Linked DNA regions of Sus scrofa: regions 1 and 3 are each linked to region 2. The links are chromatin contacts, called in public targeted proximity ligation maps. All regions are on one chromosome and are shown on one strand. The core of a region is the stretch at or near the end of the contact, and the rest is flanking DNA. Distances in the headings are between cores, read along the strand shown.

Region 1 (4,151 bases), core at 1,531-4,030, 79 kb before region 2:
TTAACGTGCTGCACCACAAGAGAGCTCCTTGTTTTTAAAAGACAAAATTCTTTTTAAAAGACAAAAGTAGAAAATATTTGTTGTTTGGGCATAGTTTTTTTTCCTCCAGGTAGTAATATTCTGTATCTGAGGAAGCTCTTTATTACATATTGTTTTGTTTTTGTTTTTGTTTTTTTGTTTTTTTGCCTTTTCTAGGGCCACTCCTGCAGCATGTGGAGGTTCCCAGGCTAGGGGTCTAATCAGAGCTGTAGCCAGTGGCCTACGCCAGAGCCACAGCAACATGGGATTTGAGCCGCATCTGCGACCTACACCACAGCTCACGGCAACGCCAGATTCTTAACCCACTGAGTGAGGCCAGGGATCAAACTGGCAACCTCATGGTTCCTAGTCGGATTCATTAACCACTTTGCCCCAACGGGAACTCCAATATTACATATTGTTTGTGAAATCTACAATAACCTAATGACGTTTCTGCTGCCACATTGTTTTTTTGTGTGTTTTGTTTTTTTGTCTTTTTAAGCCCCCCACCCCCGACCCCGGTCCAGGCTAGGGGTCAAATCAGAGCTGTAGCTGCCAGCCTACACCACTGCCATAGCAATGTGGGATCTGAGCCACATCTGCAACCTATACCACAGCTTACAGCAACGCCAGATCCACAACAAGGCCAGGGATCAAACCTGCATCCTCATAGATACTAGTCAGGTTCGTTACTGCTGAGCCATTACGGGAACTCCCTCTAACACATTGTTTTAAAAGCAACATTTAAAATATGTATATTTTTAAATTTTAAGGCAAGTTTTTCTTTCAAAATTGGAGCCTTGGTACCAGTTTTGTGTATTTTCGCCTAAATTCCATTTAATGAACTTCCTGGTATTTTATTGAAAACCTGTTGCATTTTATTTGACCTGAACTAGATCAGTAAGATGGAGGCATTGCACACAGGAGTCCTCGCTAGGATTGTGGCCACAAATGTCAGTTTTGTGACCTGAGAACTTGATTTGAGAGTGTGGAGGTTTGAAGGTTGTGCTTTAGGTAAAAGGGCCTACTGAACACATAGGCTTGGGAGGCATAACTTTAACCCATGAGCTGTTTAAACCCTTTCATGCAGCTGCCAGCCTCAGCATCAGGGTTGTTGGTTCAAGGCTGTTGTCCTTGGACTTGCGCTGACTTGTATACACGTTGGTTGGTGATGCAGATTACATTTGATCCTTAGCATAAATCACATTGCATCCAGGTTTGCCACTGTTGTCTCTTTATTCTGCCATACTGGGTAGCCTAAAGATACCTCTCAGATTTTTCTTGTGATGGCACTAACACCATAAGCAGGCTCAGTCTTCCCAATAAGAAGTACTGACTTCCTCAGGAAGATGGGAGTGTGGTGTGTTGACACCATCTATAACCTAGTTTCTTCAGTGTTACAGTTTTAGTCTTGGGTGCTGTTATGACATCTTTGTTTTCCTGCCATTGGATGAAAAGATGGCATCTTGTTCCATCCCCATGAGAAAGCACAGTGAGGGCTGGACCCAGTGTCACCCGGGGTCAGGCACATCTCACTGGTAGCAGTCTGATTCACAATCCTGAATCCCAGCAGTAAAAGTCATTTTAGTGATCATTTTGTTGGAACTGACACCCGAGTAGGGAAACCAAATGCAATAGAGGGCAATCAAGTAAATGTGAATTTCAAGTAAACTACAGGGCATATTCACATTGAAAAATTGTTTATCATTTACCTGAAATTCACATTTAACTGGCCATTCTATACTTTATCTGGTAAATCTGGCAGCTGCTCACTTGAGGCTAAATTATATAAAATATTAAAAATTCGTAGAAAATAATGTCCTTGCGGGGCTGTAGAGCATTCCCCTCCTTCTTATTTATTCCTCACCCAAACCTTGAAGTTAGGGAAGCCTTTACTTCATATTATTCCTTCTACTCTCCCCTCCCATACACCCAGATTAACAGTTTGGAAGGGCATCTGGCCCGTTTTTTCCTCTGCCTGGTCCTTATAGTCGTGTAATTTAGGTAAGGCCCAACCACTGCAGTAGGATGAGGTCCTGACCTCTCCTGACCCCTCCTGGAACAGCCGACTCAGCACTTGGGTTTGTCCCCAGCCAGCCAGAGCCACGGAAGACAGGCACATAAGCCTCCTGGAAGGTTTCAGAGGCGCTTGGGCCAAAGTATGTGGCTATTCTCCTGCCCTCAGGATCTAGGTTCCCCTATCAGGTTACTCAAGTGACCCAGAGAACAAGAGGAGAACTGACATGATGTCAGAAGGGCCTCAGAGCTTGGAAGAAAGGTGGAGGAAATAAGTAATTATTAATATCCTCTAAGACAATGACCATAGTTATCCCAGGGAGGATGAGCAGAGCTCACAGTCCTACGAAGGGTGCTGGCTGTGGGAATTCAGATGCTCTGCATAGCATTTCTAGTATCATTTGTGTAAAATTTAGTCTTTTTTGTGGACCTTTTACGGAAGTAAGCTTTCATTTCCAAAGGCCTTCATTAAAGGTGTAAAGGCCACACTGTGAATTAAGGTGACACACCCTGTTTTGAATTGGATTTCCTGCTAGTTCTGATCGCAGGCATTCTTCCCGGACTAGGGTGAATTCAGTTCCAGTGTTTGCTTGTAAAACTGAATCCAGTCATTGTATTTGCAGTTTGGCTTTCTGCCTGCTATTAAAGTACAGAGCAAACTTCAGCTAGTTACTCCCTATGGTTCTGTGTCCTCCGCAAAGAACAGGGAAAGGAAAGGGGAAAACCCAAAGGGTGACTGAGTTCATTTACATACCGTGCCAGAGGGCAGCTGTGTGCTGCCTAGTTATCACGTGACTCTGTGGAGAATCCTGATATTCCATTTACTGGAACAGGAAGCAGCCTAAAAAAAAAAAAAAAAAAAACCCAGAACACAAAAACCAGTCTCTCTTTTTATGGTTCTAGGGTTAAGGTTAGCAACTGAAATACCCACTCTACTATGTAACAAATATAGGTGAAAAAAGCAAGAAAGATCTTATGTTTTTCCCTCTTTACAAAGTTTTGTGTATAAAGAAAGGCCTTCTATAAGGGAAAGGTCACAAGGCAGGATGGTGGCACTGCTGGCTAGTCCAACCTGATTGTACCCACTGAGCCATCCTAGAGGAAGCTTCTGGTCAGCAGGCTACCATCTGGATGTGTGGGTAAGATCTGCAGGGCTCACCTCCTGGGCCTGGAGTAACAAAAAGGATGATTGGGTGTGATCATTATAACCCCAGGCACCCCATGATGACGCTTGACAAAACTCGGCCGAGTGTATATTAGAAAGGATTGTTTCTTTATTAAATGTGAGGAGTCCAGAATGGTACAGTGGCACCGGCCACCCTGGGTGCCCATAGGAACAGTGTATTTAGAGTCTTTCCCCGGAGTTAAACTCAGAAACTCCTAATTTGGGGAAAGGACAGAAAGAGGGGTGGTCTGTTCAGCTCTATCCCCAGGGTCAGCTCCTTCACCGAGGCAGCACCACGTGGAGCTAAAATAAGGGGTGTGGTGGCACCATCCTTCCCACAAGACATCGCACCCTCCGTATCTCTTGCTGCTCTGGTTTTGTTGTTTAATTCTAGTCTGGCCCATTGGACTCGAGGCAGATTATCTTTTCCTTAGACTTAGTTTTATATAAATAAATTTGAATCTTTAATTGAATAAGTATCATTAAATTTTGACTTTTTTATCAGTGAAGAGCAAAGAGCCCTGAGACTTTGCTGCTCCTTTGCTAGATGCTAAAAGAAAACTCAGAACACCTAAGACACAGATTTTTGTCACAGAGAGCCTCTGGTCCTCTTTTGTATAGAAACCCTAAAACCCAGCAAACTCACCCAGCAGCAGAATGTGATGAACAGCAATAACAAAAAACATTCCTGCTTGTATGTTTTATGGAGATGGACATTAAACTAGACCTGTGGAACAAAGAAATGGTTGAAAGCTTACCAAAGCTACTAGAGAGTGCTGCAGGGATGGTTCATCAAATGCCCAGGAAGGATAACAAGATGAGTTTAAAAGCCCAGAAGCAGAACCAGGAGTTCTGACTTTCTTTTTTTTTTTTTTTTTGTCTTTTTGCCTTTTGGGGGGCTGCTCCTGCAGTATATGGAGGTTCCCAGGCTAGGGGTCTAATCGGAGCTGTA
Region 2 (4,042 bases), core at 134-2,633:
TTATGCTTAGTGAAAGGAGCCAGTCACAAAAGGCCATATTTTGCATGATTCCACTTATGTGACATATTTAGAACAGGCAAATCCATAGAGCCAGATCAGTATGTTGCCAAGTATTTGGGAGAGGAGACAAAAGGAAGGCTGCTTAACAGGTTGGGATTTCCTTTTGGGGAAATATTCTGGGACTAGGACTAGTTAGTGCTGCTGGTTGCAGAACATGTGCATGTACTTGATGCCACTGAATTGTACACATGAAGATGGTGAAATTATAAATTTTATGTTATGGTTATTTTGCCACAATAAAAGGGATGAATTTCTATAGTATGTAAATTAGGCCTCAACAAAGCTGTTATAAAAATAAAAGGCATAATAACTTGGATTATCACCAGGGAACTATGCTAAGGGAAAAAAATTAATCCCAGAGATCATATACTACTTGATTCCATTTTTATAACATTTTGAAGTGGCCGTATTTCAGAAATGGAGGACAAATTAGATGTTATGGGTGGATGGTAGGGAGGTAGGTGGTAAAAGGTGTCACAAGGGTCCTTGTGCTGGTGGGCACAGGGTCCTCCACAAGTGATGAAACTTCACAGCTCCAAACACACACAGGTGAGAGACCAGTCAAGTGAGTGAGCCCTGGCCTGGGTGGGTGGATCATAGCCATGAGGGGTCTGGCGCGAAGTCTTACTGATGCCCAGGATACTGGGAGAAGGGGCCAAGTACTTATATAAGGGTCTCTGGTGACTCTCACAGCTGCTTCCTTCAGTAGAAATTTCAACTAACAAAAATATGTGAGAGTAACTGTACCTTTGAAAATTCGTTCTGGAGGCAAACTTGTATGAATGTGTAAAATGTCCTCTTCTGACTTGTCTTGGTCCGGTCACAGTCTTATCTCTAGGAACTGAGACCACAGTCCAAGCCCAGGACACCACAATTATGTCAGCATTATTCGTGTCCTCCTTAAAGACCAAGCTGGCAGCAGTGTTTTTTGTTTGGTTGATTTCAGCAATACAGTATTTTCCAATAATGAAGAGGAAGTATGAGTGTGGAAAAGGCCTTTCTCAGGCTTTTTGCCATCCTTTAGTTAAGTCACTTTCAGCAAAGAAAGATTATTATTCCTTCCTGTTCACTGATACTAGAAAGTTTTCATGTCACACTTTTATTTTAGCAAAGAGAAATAGGATTTTTAAATGAGTAGAGACCACATTTCTGTGCAGTAGGGATCATCCTGCTAACATCTCATGTTAAGAAGATAAACAGCGGGATTAACTGTTTACTTTAGGAGTGCAGTCTGGTTGTTTTTCAGGAGGACACAGTGTCCTGCTGTATCTGGTTTCCCGTCTGCGTGCGGGCTGGAGCTGGGAAGGCCCTGCCCCCTCGGCTCTCTTCCTCTGCACTCCCCCCAACTCCCCCGCCCCGGGTCTGGTCCAAACTCCCCTCTCAGCTTCCTTCCCCTTTCTCTCTCTCTCTTGCTTTTTTTCTCACTTCATCCTCTAATTTCTTCTGTTTCTCGTCCTTAAATTGAGGCTTAGTAGGGATTATAATGTGAAGAGAAAGATCCTTGTTGATTTTCAGAGGCTGTTTCAGTTGACACTGACCTAGAATAAAACAGCGGAGCCTGATTCTGATTCCGGGAATTCTTGGTGGACTGCTCAGAACTACTTCCCTGACTCGTGTAAACATCCCACATGTCACTTCATCTGCTTCTCTCTCGGAACACAAGCATAGACACACACACACACACACACACACACACACACAGATACACACACACACATACACTGCTTCTATGTTCTTATGTATCTATCTTACTGAGTCACAGAATGAAAGGAGGGAAAAATAAATACTTTTGAAAAGTTGGGGAGGGGCATTTAAAACTTCAAAGGGGAATTAAATTATAGTCTTACTAAAACCCCATCTATGAATCAACATTTGTTTTCCTTATTCCTTGTACTTTGTTCCATTGCTTTCACAGATTAACAATGCACGCATTTCTAGAATTTTTAAAGTGATCTTTAATGATGGGACATTTGGCTGTTACGAGAAGGAAAGAAACATTCTTAAAGACAAATATTAACTCCATGATGGACTTTATCCTTCTATCATGATATGCCTGGGATTGAACTGGGAACCTCTTATCTCTCTTATTTTATGTTGCTGGCATGTGCTGTGTAGTTTCATTTGGCACCAGTTTCAGTCAGTTCTCCCAGCCTCACCCTCATGTCTCAGAAATTCATGGAGTCCAAGTGCCGTAGTCAGGCTCTGGTGGCCAGGATGGGGTGCCCTGTGGCTGGGCAGGTAGAGGACACTGGGTTTGCTAATAAGCCTTGATTGCTTTACATAGAGAGGAGCTTCACTTACAACAGAACTTCAGGAGCTGGATATTGGGGACAGCACCACCAGGCTGACCATAGGCTGGTTTCACTGAGCCCCTTCCTGCAGATCAACCCTTTTACTGAGGAGCACACTCATGATATAAGGGGTGGGCTGAAGCGTGATAGGAGAAAACCACCTTCTTGTTGATAAACTGCATTGGTAACAATGTGAATTTGCCTGGTGGGTGCAGGAAACCAGGGTTCTGAGCACATATGGGTGTGGGCACTTAGCTGGGTGTGAAGCAAAGTGAAGTTATCTGGATTGTACAGGTTGGAAAGCTGAAGCTCCCAGCAGCCAGGCCCATGTCCACCAGCAGCAGAATTCAAGCAGCCCCTCCCTGGCCAGTGCCAGCAGGCACCACTTGCTAAAAATCATGAAGGTAGGGGAAGGGATTTTATTTAGGTGAAAGTCAGTGTTTTAGGCATGAATGGAACATTGCTTTTAAATAAGTAGCATTCACTTGCCAGACTATTATTCCAAGAGATCTGAATGGCAGACTGTCTTATGTAGCGAATGCACTACTGAGGCTCTCATTCTAACCACTAGTATCCCCTCCTCCTTGGAAGACCTTTTCCTTGTGCTGTCTTAGCATTTATCTAAGTTGACTACTTCTGAAAACACAGTGACCTGCTCACGTGCGCCAGTGCTCAGTGTGTGTGGAACATCAGAGCCCGAGCCTCCCGGTCGCAGGTAGTGGAGGGTGGGTGTTACTGAGCATCTTTGGTGTCCTGCAGCCAGAGAGTGAACAGATGTGCCCAACCTGCTTCCCAGCAAGGAAGCTCAATTTCACGTGTGCTGACCCCTCACACCACTTGAAATGTCAGTTCTAATCTCCATGTGGCTTGGCTGCAGCTAAATTCTGTTTTTCAGAGCTTATTGAGGACAGTGCCAGTTGTCCTGCTGTGCTTGTCCACATGCTGCTGCCCAGTTGCCAGGGCCAGAGCACCTTCCATGTAGAAATAGAGTCATCTCACCTGACTTAGACCAAGATAACTGGCAAGGCCTCCAGAGAGTGACCCCCAGTCTGGAGAGAGACGGTCAGTGCAGAGTTTGGTGTTGGCAGAGCAGGGCAGGACCCCAGCCCTCCTCACCTGTGCTCTGTGTGACCCACAGTGAGCCCGAGCCCCACGAGTCCTGTGTGGGTCAGTTCTATCCTTACCTTTGGATTCCCCAGCTTCTCTGTTCTCTGAAATGAGACCCACAGCTGGGCTGCCCATTCCTGAGGCTGCCCTTTATTCTCCACTCCGCTCACCTCTTTAGAAATCTCAGGCCAGTAGGGACACTCCCTGTCCCACATCCATCCCCCAAGACCATGTGCTCTGTCTCTGCCCTAAAATGTGGCCCTAATGCAGGCTGGCATGCTGAATGAGGCCAGGGGGACAGCACTTGTGTGAGGGCTGGGGGGCGGGCAGGGGCCACTGGAGGGCCTGACAAGCTGGTGCCTCGCCACAGGTGTTGGCCCAGTGACTCCACAGCTTCAGGCTTCTCAAGACAATGGGAAATTTGAATCATATAAAATCTCGCAAATTTTAATATTTGGAGCTCATATTTTTTAAAATTTAACATGAAGTAAACAAACAAAACATAGCCAGCAGAATTCGGCCTGTGAACAGCACCTGGCAGCTCCCCTGTTGGCCATTGATTCGGGCGGGGAGTTCACCCCAGG
Region 3 (3,789 bases), core at 628-3,127, 110 kb before region 2:
GGCAGCCTTAGCTTCACTTTGACCCCTAGACTGGGAATTTCCATATGCCATGGGTGCAGCCCTAAAAAGCAAAACAAAACAAACAAAATGCAGAAGAGAGCAATTAAGAGAGCTACTCATTCTCGAGTGTTTGTTCCACTTCACAAATGAGTTACCAGACCAAAATTCATACTTTTGTAGTACACACTCTGGAAGTATGAAGGCATTATTTTCTGTAGATGTGTAGAAACAATTTAAATGGAATCTTTAGTAAAACTTAGTTTGCTATTAAAATTAAGAATAAGTAAATTTTATAGGTCAAATAATCCCTATGTTACAAGGTCCAAATCTATGAGTTCACAGCCTTCCAAAATTCCAGTGCTGTCCCAACTAATCAGTTCATTATTAAACTTCTAAATAGTACAAGAGTGATAATTGCTAATATTTACGTTAGTGTTCATAATATGCCAGGTACAGTGCTCCGTTCCTGAATCTCAGTTAACCTCACAATAGCCCTTCAGGGCTCTTGCTCTTTGTTTTCCTCATTTTCTATACCAAGAAGCCTAAGCATGAAGACTCCTCTGCAGTAACAAGAGTGCTCAGGAAGGCAACTAGCAAGACTGTATTCTGCAAAAAGGTGTGCATAATAATTACGAACAAGTACTGAATAGGGCCTATCCCTCTCACCCTACTGTCTCTCTCCGAGAAGAGACTGGGATAATGGATTGTCACTTTGCAGTGTCCAGTTGTGAGGCTCAAGAAGCTTTGATGGATGGAGTTCCATTGTGGCTCAGTGGTTAAGGATCCAAGATTGTCACTGCTGTGGCTCTGGTTACAGCTGTAGCATAGGTTCAGTCTCTGGCCCTGGAACTTCTGCATGCCATTGGCATAGCCAAAAAAAATAAGCCTTGATGGAGAGAGATCCTGACTTACACCTTAGCGCTGTGCTGTGACCAGTGACAGAGTGGCAGCCAAGGCGGGGAGAGTGTTGCTGGGTTGAGGGTCTGGTGGGACCAAAGAGAAATGTTGATTCCTTAGACTTGAGGGAACTTGGTGGAAAGTGTATTAGGCTTACACTTGTCCAGTGTTTAAGGTCCAGCACGACATTTCCAGTCTTTTTTTTTTTTTTTTTTTTTTTTTTTTTCTTGAGCCTCCTTATGTTCGTTTCTAGCCTGGCAGGTAATACTTGGCTGTGCTTTTCATATGACTGAAGATAAGTGATAATAAATAAAAAGGTCCATTATGAACCTGTTTTCATATGTATTTCTCTGTGCTATAAAAACATAATTGTATGGTTCAGAGGCTTCGTCTTCACACAGTGATTGATTAGGAAAATCATGTAAAACTCAGGTAAGAATTCTGTAGAGAACTGGGAAGTAACTGTACTGAGTAGTATAGGTATCATCCAAGGATTGAGTACAACACTGCTCTCTGAGATGACACACATGGGGTAAACTAGGTGAAGTCCTAGAGATGAGATGCGCTATGGACTTGTTTCTAAAGGAGTATGTTTTCACCCTTTCAGCGAGGTCAGAGGATACTGCATCTTTACTGTCTAGAGCAAAGTTGCTTTATTTCAGGGAAGCTAGACATCAGTAATTTTGATCCAGCCGCACAGGCAGCTACTTGCAGAAACACAAGCCCGTTTTGATCTCACTTAGAAGCCTTGTTAAGAACATTACAGTTAAAGCAATAAACTTATGGTTAAATATTAAACGTTATTGAATGAATGGAATGTTTCATATCAAATGCAACCTTCCAGTTGGCCCATGCATACTCTTTATCACAAAAGTAAAGAATGGAAAAGCAAACAAAAAAGTTCCACTGTTTAAAAATGTTCTGCTTTCTGGCCCTGGTCTTCTAAGGATAGGTTGTTAGCACAACCCTTGAGTTCCTGGCATAAAGCTCTGGCCTGTGAGCTCCTACACAGAGGAAATGTGGTAGGTGTCAGTTGCCTTGCCCTCTTAGTGCATCTTCCTTTAAGAACACTACATTCAGCACATGAATTATTTCCAATATGCAGTAATCGTACCCATTAAATTAAGTAATACCTGTGAACACAAATGATAGTTCATAATTTAGTATGAATTTATTCTTGCTTAAAAGGTGTTGGAAACAATTATGTTTTCTGTCTTCTGTCTTCAAATCATAGAAGCACAACATTCTATACCCATACATGTCCCAGCTAGAATAAAGAAATTTTTCTAACTTATTTTTTCTTCTATTATTTTTGGCATAATGGTAATCTATGAGATAAAGGCAGATGTCAGAATAAAGGTGGCCTTTGGCTGGTCCTGTTCTCCAGATGATAATGACTGTTGTGGTCACCAAGGGTCCGTACTTTTTCCCCTGTTTAAAGGCACTGTTATTTCTTACTAGAGGGGCTTTTCATACCCCCCTGGTCCACATGACAAAACTTGCACCCCTCCTCCCCCTTCTCTTTGTACGTTCCTTGCCATTTTCTTCCCAGCTCAAGGCATACGTGGTTGCTCTCTCTTGCGTGCTACATTGTGCCTTCCACATGCCTCTGTTAGAACACACTTAAGTCTCTCCTCCTATGCTGTGAGTTTCTTGGGGGCAGGGCTGGTATTGGTGGTAGAAGTGGAAATTGGCTCTTTGAGACAAGTACAACCATATGGTCTCCATGCTTTCTGAGAATATCTTGAAATTAGACAACTAGTTCATTTTTGAGGAAGTGGGAATATGTGTATTTATAGCTATGAAAGCACACAGTTTATAGGTCCTCCTAGCTCAGCTTAGATAAAACCTTACAGGGCAGGTGGTGTTCACTTAACAGTAATGCTCTCCTGCTAACTCAGTGCGAAGCAGTCAGGGACAGTACTTCCATGCAGGCATCATCCCTGGGCCTCCAAGTGTTCTCAAGTGCAACATTCCCTCTCAGCCTGGCATGATGACACTGTGGAGAGTCTCTTTGCCAATCTTTGCTGGCTAAAGAAAAATGACCAGGAGAAAAAAAATCAAACTAGCCTGATTAATGACTGCTCAGTAGAGGTTCTGTTTTCTGTTTGACCCAAATCCTAAGCATATGTATGGAGTAGGGTTTTTTTTTTTTTCTTTTTGTTTTTTGTGGGGGTTTTTGGTAATATAGGACCTCTCTTAATGCTGTTTGGAACATTCATGGATATTTTGAGAAAATTTTAAAGTAATTTTTTGAAAATGAATGTCAATTATTACCTTACTCAAAAATTTTTCTCAGTAAAAATGCCATCCCTGCCTGTTTTAGGAATGTAATCTTGAAAGAATAATCCAAAGAGTAAAATAGTAAAAATACCTAAAGGATTTTTCTAACCCCAATCACGAATCACACTCTTGGTGGTGGTTCTGAACACTGGATCACTTTCTTTTTTTTTTCTTTTCTTTTCTTTTTTTTAAATTTTATTTAAGTATAGTTGATTTACAATATCGTGTTAATTTCTGCTGTGCAGCAAAGTGACTCAGTTATATATACACATATGTTCTTTTTTTTTATTATTTTCCATCATGGTCTATCCTAGGATATTGTATGTAGTTCTCTGTGCTGTACAGTAAGACTTTGTTGTTTATCCATCCTATATATAATATTTTTTTATTACCCGATGAATTTATTACATTTATAGTTGTACAATGATCATCACAATCCAATTTTATAGGATTTCCATCCCACAACCCCAGCGCATCCCCTCACCCCCCAAACTGTCTCCTTTGGAGACCATAAGTTTTTCAAAGTCTGTGAGTCAGTATCTCTTCTGCAAAGAAATTCGTTGTGTCCTTTTTTTCAGATTCCACATGTCAGTGAAAGCATTTGATGTT

Evidence for each region.
Region 1: a contact with region 2 is called in a targeted proximity ligation map of skeletal muscle. A contact is called at or near these places in 12 of 47 Hi-C or Micro-C datasets (alveolar macrophages, embryonic fibroblasts, fetal liver and 6 more) and 2 of 2 datasets of targeted methods (alveolar macrophages and skeletal muscle).
Region 3: a targeted proximity ligation map of alveolar macrophages shows a contact between it and region 2. A contact is called at or near these places in 7 of 47 Hi-C or Micro-C datasets (liver, mesenteric adipose tissue, omental adipose tissue and 2 more) and 2 of 2 datasets of targeted methods (alveolar macrophages and skeletal muscle).

What each region holds. Positions count from the first base shown.
Region 1 is chr4:80,016,805-80,020,955 of Sscrofa11.1, reverse strand. All of the region lies in intron 8 of SPIDR (DNA repair-scaffolding protein), which reads left to right. Among named protein-coding and RNA genes, the nearest start is that of CEBPD, 150 kb to the right of the region's middle.
Region 2 is chr4:79,936,037-79,940,078 of Sscrofa11.1, reverse strand. All of the region lies in intron 10 of SPIDR (DNA repair-scaffolding protein), which reads left to right. Among named protein-coding and RNA genes, the nearest start is that of CEBPD, 65 kb to the right of the region's middle.
Region 3 is chr4:80,042,144-80,045,932 of Sscrofa11.1, reverse strand. All of the region lies in intron 8 of SPIDR (DNA repair-scaffolding protein), which reads left to right. Among named protein-coding and RNA genes, the nearest start is that of SPIDR, 150 kb to the left of the region's middle.